2 separate regions of the Macaca mulatta genome follow, and region 1 is linked to region 2. The links are chromatin contacts, called in public Hi-C maps. All regions are on one chromosome and are shown on one strand. The core of a region is the stretch at or near the end of the contact, and the rest is flanking DNA. Distances in the headings are between cores, read along the strand shown. Region 1 holds the start of ENTREP3 (endosomal transmembrane epsin interactor 3). Region 2 holds the start of RUSC1 (RUN and SH3 domain containing 1).

The links. Hi-C and Micro-C count contacts between places; a contact is called where the count stands out from the background.
Region 1: a contact with region 2 is called in a Hi-C map of blood, with 4 times the contacts expected there. The contact joins the promoter of ENTREP3 here to the promoter of RUSC1 in region 2. A contact is called at or near these places in 4 of 14 Hi-C or Micro-C datasets (CD4 T cells, blood, fetal cortex germinal zone and 1 more).

What each region holds. Positions count from the first base shown.
Region 1 is chr1:111,731,230-111,737,492 of T2T-MMU8v2.0, reverse strand. It overlaps ENTREP3 (endosomal transmembrane epsin interactor 3), which reads right to left and starts at 3,683. Exons shown (of 12, transcript XM_077943448.1): 1 at 2,884-3,683; 2 at 2,616-2,751; 3 at 2,300-2,410; 4 at 2,075-2,194; 5 at 1,841-1,948; 6 at 4-176. The coding sequence starts at 2,374. It overlaps SCAMP3 (secretory carrier membrane protein 3), which reads right to left. Exons shown (of 9, transcript XR_013397636.1): 6 at 5,705-5,864; 7 at 5,492-5,541; 8 at 4,877-4,994; 9 at 4,182-4,622. LOC144330979 (a long non-coding RNA gene) reads left to right here and starts at 944. Exons shown (of 2, transcript XR_013397748.1): 1 at 944-1,074; 2 at 1,252-5,398.
Region 2 is chr1:111,658,349-111,664,953 of T2T-MMU8v2.0, reverse strand. It overlaps RUSC1 (RUN and SH3 domain containing 1), which reads left to right and starts at 3,003. Exons shown (of 11, transcript XM_077942748.1): 1 at 3,003-3,095; 2 at 3,790-5,241; 3 at 5,513-5,838. FDPS (farnesyl diphosphate synthase) reads left to right here. Exons shown (of 11, transcript XM_077944131.1): 6 at 1-62; 7 at 438-526; 8 at 619-691; 9 at 1,372-1,449; 10 at 1,555-1,689; 11 at 2,499-2,755. The coding sequence ends at 2,699. LOC144330930 (putative uncharacterized protein RUSC1-AS1) reads right to left here and starts at 5,923. Exons shown (of 2, transcript XM_077944818.1): 1 at 4,345-5,923; 2 at 2,681-3,797. The coding sequence starts at 3,667. The coding sequence ends at 2,681.

The sequences.
Region 1 (6,263 bases), core at 2,434-4,933, 72 kb before region 2:
TACCTCTGTGCATCTGTTTCTGAGCTGCAAGTGTACTCTGGGGGATAGTAGGGTGGTGGAGGCACAGGTGGGACAAATTCCTCCAGGTCCAGCATGGTGTGTAGGAGAGGGGCTGGGGGCGGAGACGTGCAGCCCAGAGGTCCCAGTGGGCCTGAGACTGACCGCTCAGGGGCCAGCTGCTGGGGAAGCAAGCAGGTCAGCAAGTCTGGATGCTAGGAATATAGCTCCTTCTAGGCCCCCAAACTCCTCTCTCATCTACATTATTTTTTCTGGCCCTATCCCCTGAGAGAAGCTCTAGTTCTGGCTCCTCCCTCACCCCAAATCAGCTCTCCTTAACCCCACACTCACCCTGTACCTCTAGCTCTGGCCTTGCCCACCCACAAATTCCTCTTCTTTACGGCCCCTCCTCCATCCAGAAGCTTCACCCACTGTGTCTTCACAGGAATGTCCACCCTTTAGCCTCACCTCCATCTAGGACCTTCTTTTTTTTATTTTTGAGACAGAGTCTGACTCTGTTGCTGGAGTGCAGTGGCATGATCTCAGCTCACTGCAACCCCTACCTCCCAGGCTCAAGCGATTCCTGTGCCTCAGCCTCCCGAGTAACTGGAATTATAAGGGTATGCAACCATGCCCAGCTAATTATTATTATTATTATTTTGAGACGAAGTTTCGCTCTTGTCGTCCAGGCTGGAGTACAATGGCTCGATCTCAGCTCACTGCAACCTCCACCTCCCAGGTTCAAGCAATTCTCCAGTCTCAGTCTTCCGAATAGCTGGGATTACAGGTGCCAGCCACCACGCCCAGCTCATTTTTGTATTTTTAGTAGAGACAAGGTTTCGCCATGTTGGCCAGGCTGGTGTTGAACTCCTGATATCTGGTGATCCTCCTGCCTTGGCCTCCCAAAGTGCTGGGATTACAGGCATGAGCCACCAAGTTCAGCCTAATTTTTTTTTTTTTTTTTTTTTGAGATGGAGTCTTGCTCTTGTCGCCCAAGTTGGAGTGCAGTGGCACCATCTCAGCTCACTCCAGCCTCTGCCTCCCAGGTTCAAGCATTTTCCTGCCTCAGTCTCCCAAGTAGCTGGGATTACAGGCACCTGCCAGCACACTTGGCTAGTTTTTATATTTTGTTTGTTTGTTTTTTCAGACAGAGTCTCGCTCTGTCACCCAGGCTGGAGTGCAGTGGCACTATCTCAGCTTACTGCAAGCTCCGCCTCCCGTGTTCATGCCATTCTTCTGCCTCAGCCTCCCGAGTAGCTGGGACTACAGGTGCGTGCCACCATGCCTGGCTAATTTTTTGTGTTTTTAATAGAGACGGGGTTTCACCATGTTAGCCAAGATAGTCTCATTCTCCTGATCTCAGGTGATCCGCCTGCCTCAGCCTCCCAAAGTGCTGGGTTATAGGCGTGAGCCACCATGCCCAGCCCAATTTTTGTGTTTTTAATAGAGACAGGGTTTCGCCATGTTGCTCAGGCGGGTCTTGAACTCCTGGCCTCAGGTGATCTGCCTGCCTCGGCCTCTCAAAGTGCTGGGATTACAGGAATGAGCCACCGTGCCCAGCCTAGGACTTTCTTGACTCTACCCCACCATCCAGTCCCATTCTCTAAAGCCCCCTCTCCTGGTCCCAGATGGGCATCACATACTTAAGTCACTCCCTGCCATCTCCCCTTCTCATCCTCCCCATTAAACATCCATTCCTCCAATAGATGAGGATAATAGATAACCCATAGCCCCTGGTGCTCAAAAGCCAGATCTGTAGCCATTGTTCCCTCAGGCAAGTCTCAGCACACACACCCCTGCCCCTACCATACCTGCGTGGCCCTGGCCCCTGCTCCCCTCTCACCGTATGCACGAGGTCCAGGGAGAAGATTTGGATGCAGCAGACAATAGCAGAGAGGGTACAGATTATAGCGGCACAAATGGTGAGCCCACAGACGCTGAAGAGCAGGTTCTGGGGAAGGGAAAGGAGGAGAGGAATCAGGAGAGGGCTAAGTCCCATACATTATGGGCCTGTGAGTACCCCAGGAAGGGAGGCAAGAGTGAGAACCAGGAGGATGTTTGTGGGGTACAAGCTCACCTTGAGGGCCCCTCGGGCTTCATCACAGGTGGAGTTAGGGGCAACTTTCAGTTCCTGCCCCGACTCTGGACAGGGCCGGAGGAGGGGAACAGAGGGACAGCACACACAGACCTTTCCTTCCTGAGTGGAGCAGGGAGGGTGAGGCAGCCTGAGTCAGGACAAACTCAGGTGTCCTGCACACCTCCCCAGGCCAGTTCTTTCCAGCTCTCCCTCCTCAAATCTCACCAGAGAGCACTGTTGGAAGTCTCGGGCCAGTTGAGCATTCTTACAGGACAGTACAGAGCCAGCCATGCTAAGCATGACACAGAGCACCGAAAGCAAGGAGAAGAAGGAGATCTGGGGAAAACAGGGTGCAGACTCAGGGCTGGGACCCTCATGACTACTACTCTGCCACGGACAGAGTCCCCCTCCTTCACAGACACTTCGTGCCCACCCAGCTGGCACCAATTGGGGAGCCAGTTCCCTTCTTGAGGGCATAAATGGGCTTCCCCTTGGGTGCTGGGCACCTGCCTCCCAGTGGGCACTGGACCCTGGCACCTACCACTAGAGTGAATGGCCGCTTCCAGGACACAATGCCAACCACCCCGGAGAACGCCAGCTGGGGACAGAGTGGGCACAGGCTCAGCCTGGCAGGGGAGGCTCCTGAGTGAGCCCCTCACCACAGGATGCACCCAGCCCTGTAAGGAGGCAGAGGACCAGGAGAGGGAGGAGAGGCGAGGATGTGGACTTGCAGCTGGTGTGGAGGGTGGGGCCCGAGGAGCCTCCCCCACCCAACAACTGTGCACCCAACAACTGTGCACCCAACTCACCGAGAACCCAGCCCAAGACGGGCAGGACCTCTTGATGCTCTCAGTGGTGGTGACGGAAGAGGCCACCATGCTGAAGGTGACCACCAGGATGCCCAGGAGCACCTGGACCAGCCCCAGCGTAAGCAGGGCCTGAAGCCAGGGTCGGTGGAGGCGGAGGTGGGTAAGGCCCCTGGTGCTGGGCCGGCTGGTCAGCGAGCGGCTGGAGTCACTAGGCGAGGGCATCATGCCTGCTGCCCGGTTGCCTGCGCCTCGCTCGGCCCTCCCTGGCACTTGGGAGCATCTCAGAGGTGCCCAAGGCCCCGTCCTTTCTCCTCTCCACCTCCCTCGCTCTACAGCCCACCCCCTGGCTGGGTCCCCTGGGGCATGGCCGAGGGACGCCAGCTGTGGGGGAAGCCAAGGGAGGGGCGTCACGGAGGGACCGCGGAGTGCTCCCTCCCCACCACGGGCACTGGACGGGCACCGTGCCCCGGGCGACGATGAGGACGCGGGGGCACCGGCTCATCGCATCTCCCTAGGAAACAGGGGCACCGAGAAGGGCCAGTCCAGGAGTGAGGAGGGGGCGGCGGCTCAGAGCCCAGGGAGGGATGGAGAGGGTAAAAGTGGGAAGGATGGAAAGAAGTCTAGAGAAGAGGGGAGGGGTCGGTGTGCCCTCAGGGTGTCCAGTGGGATCCGGGGCCGCCTGGTGGGGAGAGGCCGCGGCGCCGCTGTCTCCTGTGTCGCTTGTCCCGCTCGCCTCCCCACCACGCTCCGCTCCCTGAGCTCCGGCTGCCGCAGGTCGGGGACTAGAGGGGGATGGGAATGGGGATGGTGCGGGATGGAGGGGCGTGGCGGCGAGGGCCGGCGCGGTGCACCCCGGGAGTTGTAGTTCGGGACTGAGACCCTGTCAGGGGTTGGGGTTGGGGGGATCCCGCGGCAGGGCTAGGCAGTTGGATCTACCTCCACCGGTCGCTTCCTCTCTCTGGACCCTGGCTAGGCTGCTAATGATCCTTTGGGCGTCCACTTGAGCCCCACCCAGCTTTTCAGGCTCCAGGCCCGCGTATTCCTTGGCATTCCCGGCAGAGGCGGTGGCTCTTCCCCGTCATTAATGGAGAGGGGTGGGGAGCAGGGCTCCCTGGCGTCTCCCGGTTTCGCGTTTCCGTGGACTTCCCACCTCCTTCCTGCGCTAGCCACCGGGGCTCCACCGCCCTGCCCCTCCTATCTCCCAGTTTACACTAAAGCCGGGTCCGACCTTCCCACCTCACTCCACACTCTCCTCTTTCATAAGGCCTAATTCCCAATGAAGATTCAGGAAACGGGGATGTCAGTTCCAGTTCCACTTTCTTTTTATTTAAATAACCGAAGCAACAGCTGTGGCACAGCAAAGGGAAGCTGGGTTGGGGCGTGTGAGAGGTGGCAGCAGTGTGGCCTGATGGGGGGACTAGGTCACAGTGGACTCTCCACACGCCTGTCAGGTTCAGCAGTCATGGCCATTGGATTGGGAGCACTACGGAGGAGCCATCAGGTACTGATGTCTCTCCAAGTCCCAGAGACCTTAGGGACGGGAGCTAAGTCAGCTCCCTCAAGTGGCAGGGCGAGGGCATCCCAGTCAGGGGTCACGGGGCCCGGAAGGCATTTTCAGCAGCCCCAGCAGCTGCATTGGCAGCTGCGGTTCGCACCGCAGGGTTGGAGAAGACACCAGCAGCAAATTCTTGCTGGGCCTTCTGAAAGCTGGCACCTGTGCGGCGGTATAAGGAGTGGATCTGCAAGTAGAGGACAAAGACATTGCAGCACATTCCAGCCACTGGTTCCCCACCCCAGCCTAACAGCATCACTACCACTCAGCAGCCTGCTGCCCAGCATACACACTCACACACAGAAACACACACCCCAGAGGTCCATTAGCTGAGAACCACCCAGCAGCCTGACCTGTGCTGGTTGCTCCTGAATGTTCCACCCAGGCCCCTGGGGACCCATGATCTCACCCTCCCAGCCCCACCTTCAACACAGCCCTCACCCGTTTCAGCATGACAATTCCTAGCACAGCAATGCCAGTGAAGAGCAGGGCGACCAGCAGCATGAGCACGGCTACTGCTGTGTTGGCCTTCAGCACCACCAGAGCGGAGATCCAGCCACTGTAAGGAGGGGAAGGAGGTGCCAGTGAAGTGGGGCTCCTCAGCTTCTCCACTGGTTATGCCACCAACATCCCCTGTTCCTACCCTTCCCATCAGTAGTGGCTCCCCTGTCAATCTGGCAGTATTCCAAGCACCACAATCCCAAACTATATCTACTCTCTTCATAGTTTAATTCCAGTTTCTGAACCATTAGCCCTGAGCTCTCCAAGCTCTTCCAGGCACTCGTCTGGGGATTCTTCTTCCTCCTTTCAACTATGGTTCTGTGTCTCCTCCAGGAGGCCACCTAGGATTAGCCAAATGCAGCATTCTTCCCTTCAATCTACATGAGTCAAGAGTGCTATCTGCGCTCTATCCTGGAAGTATGTCTTATATCCCATTAAACTAGTACCTCCCAAGGATTAAAACCACATTTCCTTTTTCTGAACAACTCCTATCTCAGCACCCAGTGCTGGCTTGGTCTAGAGGGAAAGGTGAGGGTGGATGACAGCCTCACAAACCTGAATCCCCAACCTGGGATACCAATGGCCTGGAGGACAAAGAGCACATCCTGGACGAAGAAAATGAAGAAGAAAACGAAGAAATTGAATGAACTGTCACTCCTACAAAGAGGAAAAAAATGGGGAGGGTGGGAGAAGAATTAGAACTGAAGGATGGGCAGATGTGGGGCCCATCCCAGGTCTCCATCATTCTCCCACCACTAACACACTTACCGGAAAGCCTTATACATGGGGCGGTACCAGCAGACAAAGGAGCAGGGCGTGAAAAGGAGGACCCAGAGGATAGAAAGCCCAAAGCCTGCGCCATTGTTGGTTTCCACACAGAAGCTGGCCAGGCAGGCGAGGAAGTTCAGGAGAAGAGCCAGCGTGCTGCCTAAGGGGCAGAGGGACAGGATGAGGAGTCCTTCTGGACTGCAATGAAGACTCCTTCTCATCTATGCTCACCCTGTAACTAATTCACCAAACATGGCAGAGCAAAGAAAGGAAGGCAACTGTGCCTTCATGGAATCCTTAACAGGGGAGATGGAGAAAGCAAATCTCAATAATGTGTGATCCCCTTGCAAAGACTTTTTTTTTTTTTTTTTTTTGAGACAGAGTCTCGCTCTGTTGCCCAGGCTGGAGTGCAGTGGCGCAATCTCAGCTTACTGCAAGCTCCGCCTCCCAGGTTCACGCCATTCTCCTGCCTCAGCCTCCCGAGTAGCTGGGATTATTAAACCCATCTCTATTAAAAATACAAAAAATTAGCTGGGCGCCCGCCACCACGCCCAGCTAA
Region 2 (6,605 bases), core at 1,754-4,253:
TGCTGAAGCTCTATTGCCGGGAGCAGCCCTATTACCTGAACCTGATCGAGCTCTTCCTGCAGGTATTGCTGCAGACAGGGCCCGATGCCCAGAGGGTGCCCATGGTAGCCTTGGCCTTTATAGGACATGCTCATCTGGCTGGTTTCAGGGTACAGGATTGCAGGGTGCCTGGAAGGGAAAGAAAGCGAGGAAGGGAGTTGGGAAGCGGGGTGGTGGTAGTGGCAAGAAGGGGCTTCTCTGTCCCTGTGTAATTGGAAGAAAGGGTGATAAAGGACTGTGTATATGAATATAGGCCTTGAGTTTCGGGGCTTTCTCCCCTTCTGTTGCCTTTCTGATTCTGCCCAGTTGTCAGCTGGTATGGGATGTTGGGCTCAGGATACCAGGGTTTCGTATATCTTGAGAAAGCCTGGCTCATGGGCCGTCTTTGTCTTCCTTAGAGTTCCTATCAGACTGAGATTGGGCAGACCCTGGACCTCATCACAGCCCCCCAGGGCAATGTGGATCTTGGCAGATTCACTGAAAAGAGGTGAGTGACAGTGCGAACCATGTCTGGACAGCGAGGTAGGGCTCAGGATGTGCGTTGCCCTCCTGAGGAGTTTCTCTTCTCCCCCTACTCAGGTATAAATCTATTGTCAAGTACAAGACAGCTTTCTACTCCTTCTACCTTCCTATAGCTGCAGCCATGTACATGGTGAGTGAGCCTCCTCACCCCTCTCCTCTGCTAATGGGGGCTTTTGGACAGGAAGGCATAGAGCAGAAAACGTGAACACTGCTACCCCTGGTGAAAGGCTGTGTGACCTTGAGCAAGTCAGTCTCGCTGAGTCTCTTCCTCAACTGAGGATAAAATTCCTACTTCACAGGACTGTAAAGATTAAGCAAAGCAAGGGATATGAAAGTGCTTAGCACTTAATAGGGGAACAGTATATCCTGCATCTGAGTATGGATAGGAGTGTGGAGGAGATCAACCAGGTTGAGAGGGAAAAGAATGGATTAAGGGCAGTCAGTGGGATTAACTGTCTACCCTGACCTTGCTTCTCTACATTTCCTTTTCATCTTGAAAGAAGTTGGAGGTGGCAAAAATATTAGGAAGATGGATCAGAATGACTCGGGGACTGACATTTGTGAGGGAAGACAGGCTGTGCACCTCTAGAATGGATTCGTCTCTTTTATGACTCCCTGAAAGTCCTAGCCAAAAATAAGTGGGATTGAGGTTGAACCATCAATCAGGACTGTCTAGGTCAGGGAAGCCAAGATATCTGAAGAGAGAGGAGAGATTTGGGGCTGCAGTAGGGCAAGACCCCATGGGAGGAAGCAGCCAGGAAGATGCAGGCACCTCTGGGGTTTGGCTTATTAACCCACCTTTCCCTGTAGGCAGGAATTGATGGTGAGAAGGAGCATGCCAATGCCAAGAAGATCCTGCTGGAGATGGGAGAGTTCTTTCAGATTCAGGTAGGAAGGCAGGAGGCAGTAGCAGAGAACAGGCACCAGCTTCACTCCTCCTCTGCCTAGGAACCTCATCCTTCCTCCTTTGCTGCCCTCCCCCTTCCCGCCCAGGATGACTACCTTGACCTCTTTGGGGACCCCAGTGTGACCGGCAAAGTTGGCACTGACATCCAGGACAACAAATGCAGCTGGCTGGTGGTTCAGTGTCTGCAACGGGCCACTCCGGAACAGTACCAGATCCTGAAGGTGCCTGAGAGAGGGTGGTGGGTCCCTGAGCTGGTGGAAAGGGATAGAGTAGTGGTTCTCAATTGGAGGCAGTTTTTCTCCCGAGGGGACATTTGGCAATGTCAGCAGACATTTTTTGTCATCGTCATCACAACTCTGTGTGTGTGCATGTGGTACAGACATCTAGCTGGCAGGAGCCAAAGATGTTGCCAAACATGTAGCACACAGAACAGCTCCCCCAGACAGGATTATCTGGCCCCAAATTTCAATAGTGCCAAGGCTGAGAAACCCTGGAGTAGAGGACACCTGGTCTGAGGCAATATGTAGGGAATATTTGGGATAGGGAAGGGAAGCTTGGGATCCTAGCTACCTAGAAACACTTGAAAATTGGAGGGAGGAGGCCGGGCGCGGTTGCTCAAGCCTGTAATCCCAGCACTTTGGGAGGCCGAGACGGGTGGATCACGAGGTCAGGAGATCGAGACCAACCTGGCTAACACAGTGAAACCCCGTCTCTACTAAAAAACACAAAAAAATAAACTAGCCGGGTGAGGTGGTGGGCGCCTGTAGTCCCAGCTACTCGGGAGGCTGAGGCAGGAGAATGGCGTAAACCCGGGAGGCGAGCTTGCAGTGAGCTGAGATCCGGCCACTGCACTCCAGCCTGGGCGACAGAGCCAGACTCCATCTCAAAAAAAAAAAAAAAGAAAATTGGAGGGAGGAAAGGAGTGGGTGGCTTTGGAGATGTTCTGAAATATGAGAATGAGAGGAGTGGAGGGGTCCTGGAGGCTCTGGGGAAGGCCAAGCCCGTTTTCCTGTCTTCCAACCCCTTTTAGGAAAATTACGGGCAGAAGGAGGCTGAGAAAGTGGCCCGGGTGAAGGCACTATATGAGGAGCTGGATCTGCAGGCTGTGTTCTTGCAATATGAGGAGGACAGTTACAGCCACATTATGGCTCTCATTGAACAGTACGCAGCGCCCCTGCCCCCAGCCATCTTTCTGGGGCTTGCGCGCAAAATCTACAAGCGGAAAAAGTGACCTAGAGATTGCAAGGATGGGGAGAGGAGGCTCTCAATAAATAATTGTGTAACCTTTTTGTGGTTCTGTTCTTGCTCGGCGCAGCCAGAGTCTGGCTCTTTCCAGAATGTGCGGGGTGGGGTGCTGGGAGGACTCGCTGCACAGAAGCGGGACCCAGGGGCCTTGGCATCAGGGCCAAAAGCTTGGGATACATCAAACCCGCTAGGTGGGTGACACAAGACGCTAAGCGCTGGGGGCGGGTCTGAGCTACGCCACGCCCATGCGCGAAGGGGTGCAGATGCGCTGCGCAGAGTGGGTTGTGCTAGTGCCCCTCCCCTCCCGCTCTGTGCCCCGCCGGGCGGGGACCGTGGGAGCCGAGGACAAGCCCAAGGCCGGAGCGGTTCCAGGAGGACCCTGGTGAGGAGGGCTCGGCCCATGGGTGTAGGCCGATGGACCAGGGCACGAGGGGCGGGGCAGGACAAGGGAGCAGGAGAAATGAATAGAGAAGGGGTGCGGTGGTGACTGAACGATGGAGACGAATGCGGAGAGAATGGACATACCGCTGTTCTGAGGGGCGAGGGCGCAGGCTGGAGCCCGGCGGAGGCAGCCAGCAGATGTGGAGTTGACGAGCTGACGGCTGCTCCATCCTTTTCCTCTCCAGCTCCCACCCCTTTCCTGCATTCACCAGGCAAACTCTGCATATCGACCCACCCCCATCCCCCGCCTCCTTTCAGGGCATCTGGGTGGGTCTCCCTGGGTCCCTTCCTGTGGGAGTAAGGGGTAGGCAGGAGGGCAGGGCCAGATTGCGGCAGCAGGGACCCGGAGGTCCATTCTGGGCCCGGACCTCTTCCGGGCCCCCGCCCCCCTTCGGAAATCCAGAGCGCAGCCGCGTTCTCTGACCCTCCCGGCTCCATTCCCGGAGGGTTACATTCGACTCCACCTGCAAACACTGCAGTGGAAACTAATGGCCAGTCGATTGCGATTTGCATCTCATTGAAATATCTTCCAAAGCAGCCAGAGCCTTCAGGCCTGCTGCTGCCGTCAGTCACCTCAGTGTCCTTCCCGCAGCTCCTGTCCTCACTGGCTGGGCTTCGCCACCCCTGTCTTCTAGGTCTGCACCTGTGGTTGCCAGGTAGGTGGATGTGAGAGACCCTACCCTCCTGGTTCTCTAGAAGCCATCCCATCGCCGCTGGCACCATGCTGTCTCCTCAGAGAGCTTTACTCTGCAACCTCAATCACATCCATCTCCAGCACGTCTCCCTGGGCCTGCACTTGTCCCGCCGTCCTGAGCTACGGGAAGGGCCCTTGAGCACATCCCCTCCCCCAGGAGACACTGGGGGCAAGGAGAGCAGGGGCCCCTGCAGTGGCACCCTGGTGGACGCCAATTCCAACAGCCCAGCTGTGCCCTGCCGGTGCTGCCAGGAGCACGGTCCGGGCCTAGAAAACCGGCAGGACCCATCACAGGAGGAAGAGGGGGCTGCCTCTCCCTCAGACCCAGGCTGCTCTTCCTCGCTCAGCTCCTGCTCAGATCTTAGCCCCGATGAGTCCCCCGTCTCAGTCTACTTGCGGGACCTCCCTGGTGATGAGGATGCCCACCCTCAGCCCAGTATCATCCCCCTGGAGCAAGGTTCCCCACTGGCTTCAGCAGGCCCTGGCACCTGCTCACCGGACAGCTTCTGCTGCTCTCCTGATTCCTGCTCCGGAGCTTCTTCTTCACCCGATCCTGGCCTGGACTCGAACTGCAACGCCCTGACCACCTGCCAGGACCTCCCTTCCCCAGGCTTGGAGGAAGAGGATGAGAGCGCGGAGCAGGATCTCCCTACCTCTGAGCTCTTAGAGGCGGATGATGGGAAAATCGACGCTGGGAAAACGGAGCCCAGTTGGAAGATTAACCCAATTTGGAAAATTGACACAGAGAAAACTAAAGCTGAATGGAAAAACACGGAAAACAGTAACACTGGTTGGAAAAACAACGGGAATGTTAACTCTAGCTGGAAAAATGAACCTGAAAAATTCGACTCTGGTTGGAAAACCAACACAAGAATAACTGATTCTGGCTCGAAAACAGATGCAGGGAAAATTGATGGAGGATGGAGAAGTGACGTCAGCGAGGAGCCGGTGCCCCACCGGACAATCACGTCCTTCCACGAGCTGGCCCAGAAGCGCAAGCGGGGCCCAGGGCTGCCCCTCGTCCCGCAGGCCAAGAAAGATCGCAGTGACTGGCTCATAGTCTTCTCGCCCGACACCGAGCTGCCCCCCTCGGGGTCGCTGGGCGGCTCCTCGGCACCTCCTCGGGAAGTCACCACCTTCAAGGAACTCCGGTCCCGAAGCCGGGCCCCACCCCCGCCAGTCCCGCCTCGAGACCCCCCAGCTGGCTGGGCTTTGGTCCCGCCCCGGCCCCCACCCCCGCCTGTCCCTCCCCGAAGGAAGAAGAACCGACCTGGACTGCAGCCCATAGCGGAGGGGCAGTCCGAGGAGGGCCGGGCTGTCAGCCCAGCGGCTGGCGAGGAGGCCCCAGCCGCGAAGGAGCCGGGAGAGCCGGGCGCGCAGGCCGGCCTGGAGGGTAAGAGGTCGCAAGAAGCGGGAGGAGGGCTGGGCTTCGGCCGCTCACGCCTCCTAGGCTTCCAACCCGGCCCCCTGTCTTCCCTCCATTCTGTGTCACCCATCCTCCCCGCCCCTTCTACCAGGGAGCGCTCCGGGAAAGGGAAACTGGGTGGGTCATTGGGATATGGGACTAACTCTTTGCTCCCTCTTCTTCCCGCCCCTCCTTGCCTGGCTGCCCATCCCGCTGCCCTCCTTCCCTCTGCGCCTGGCCCCGCCAATCCCGCCTGCAGCCGGTCCCCTCCTGCTCCCTCGGCCCCTGGTTTTCCGGTTCTCGGCCGACGGGCGCCCCCTGTTGGAGGGTGGGGGCGCAGGCGCAGCTGGGTCTCTGCTCCTGGCTCCTCTGGCAGGGTGGCCTGGCGCTGGGCTGCGGCTGCTGGGGGCGCCGAGCCCCCCAGAGGAGCAGCTGCTGCCCGTCCGCCTGTCCCCAGTGGGAGCCTATTCGCCTCCGACTCGGGGAGCCTTGCCCTGCCTGGCCAGCCCCGAGCTGGCACTGCTGCTGTCCCCGCTCTTTCCCAGAAGTAGCACCTTCCCCGCCGCGGCTCCCCCACCCCGCCAGGTACCCGCCCCCCCGCTGCCACCGCAACCTCGTCCGCCGAAGGCCCCTCGCTGGACCAGGAGCCCATCGCCTCCGCCCAGGCTACGTAAGACGGACCCGGGCAAGCCCCGCGGGCCACGCCTCAGGCGGGCCGCCCCGCCCGCTCCAAGGCCCCTCCCACTATCGCCCGGCCCCATTTTCGCTTTTTTTCTGGGGTTGCCCAGCTTGGTCCCGCCCTTCCGTTTCGGCGGACTCCAAGCAAGTTCGTCGGTTTTGGGGAATCTGGCCCCGTTCCTAGTGCTGGAGAGGGGAAGTTGTTGCCTTTCCTGCTCCATGGCCCGGTCCCCTCTCCCTCCAGACCCGCCTGGGCATAATGGACACGGGTTTACCCAGCCTCCATGCCAAGCCTAGGGGGTCCCAGCGAGTCTGTTGTTAGGGACTTTGGGTCACACCCTCCGTGGAATTCCTTGGCCTGTGCATCTCGGGCCTGTCCCCCCACCTTGCTCGGGAGGGGTGGAGGGTGAAGCTCCCGGGAGCTCATTGGCACTAGAAGTTCTGGCCACGCCCTCTCCGCGAGTCCAGTCCCATGCGGGATGAAGAGGGCACCCTCCACCTAGAGACTGCTGCGCGACCCGGGTTTCCCCTTTCCGGCGCCTTCCAGCCTCCCAATCCTCGGGTCTCGCCTCCCTCCGTCTCCTCCCTTTCCCCTGTCTGTCTTTCCATTGGTCCACGCCGCCCACGTGCTCCCCGGGGCTCCGCAGGCTGGACTGGGCCCCGGGGCGGTGCGC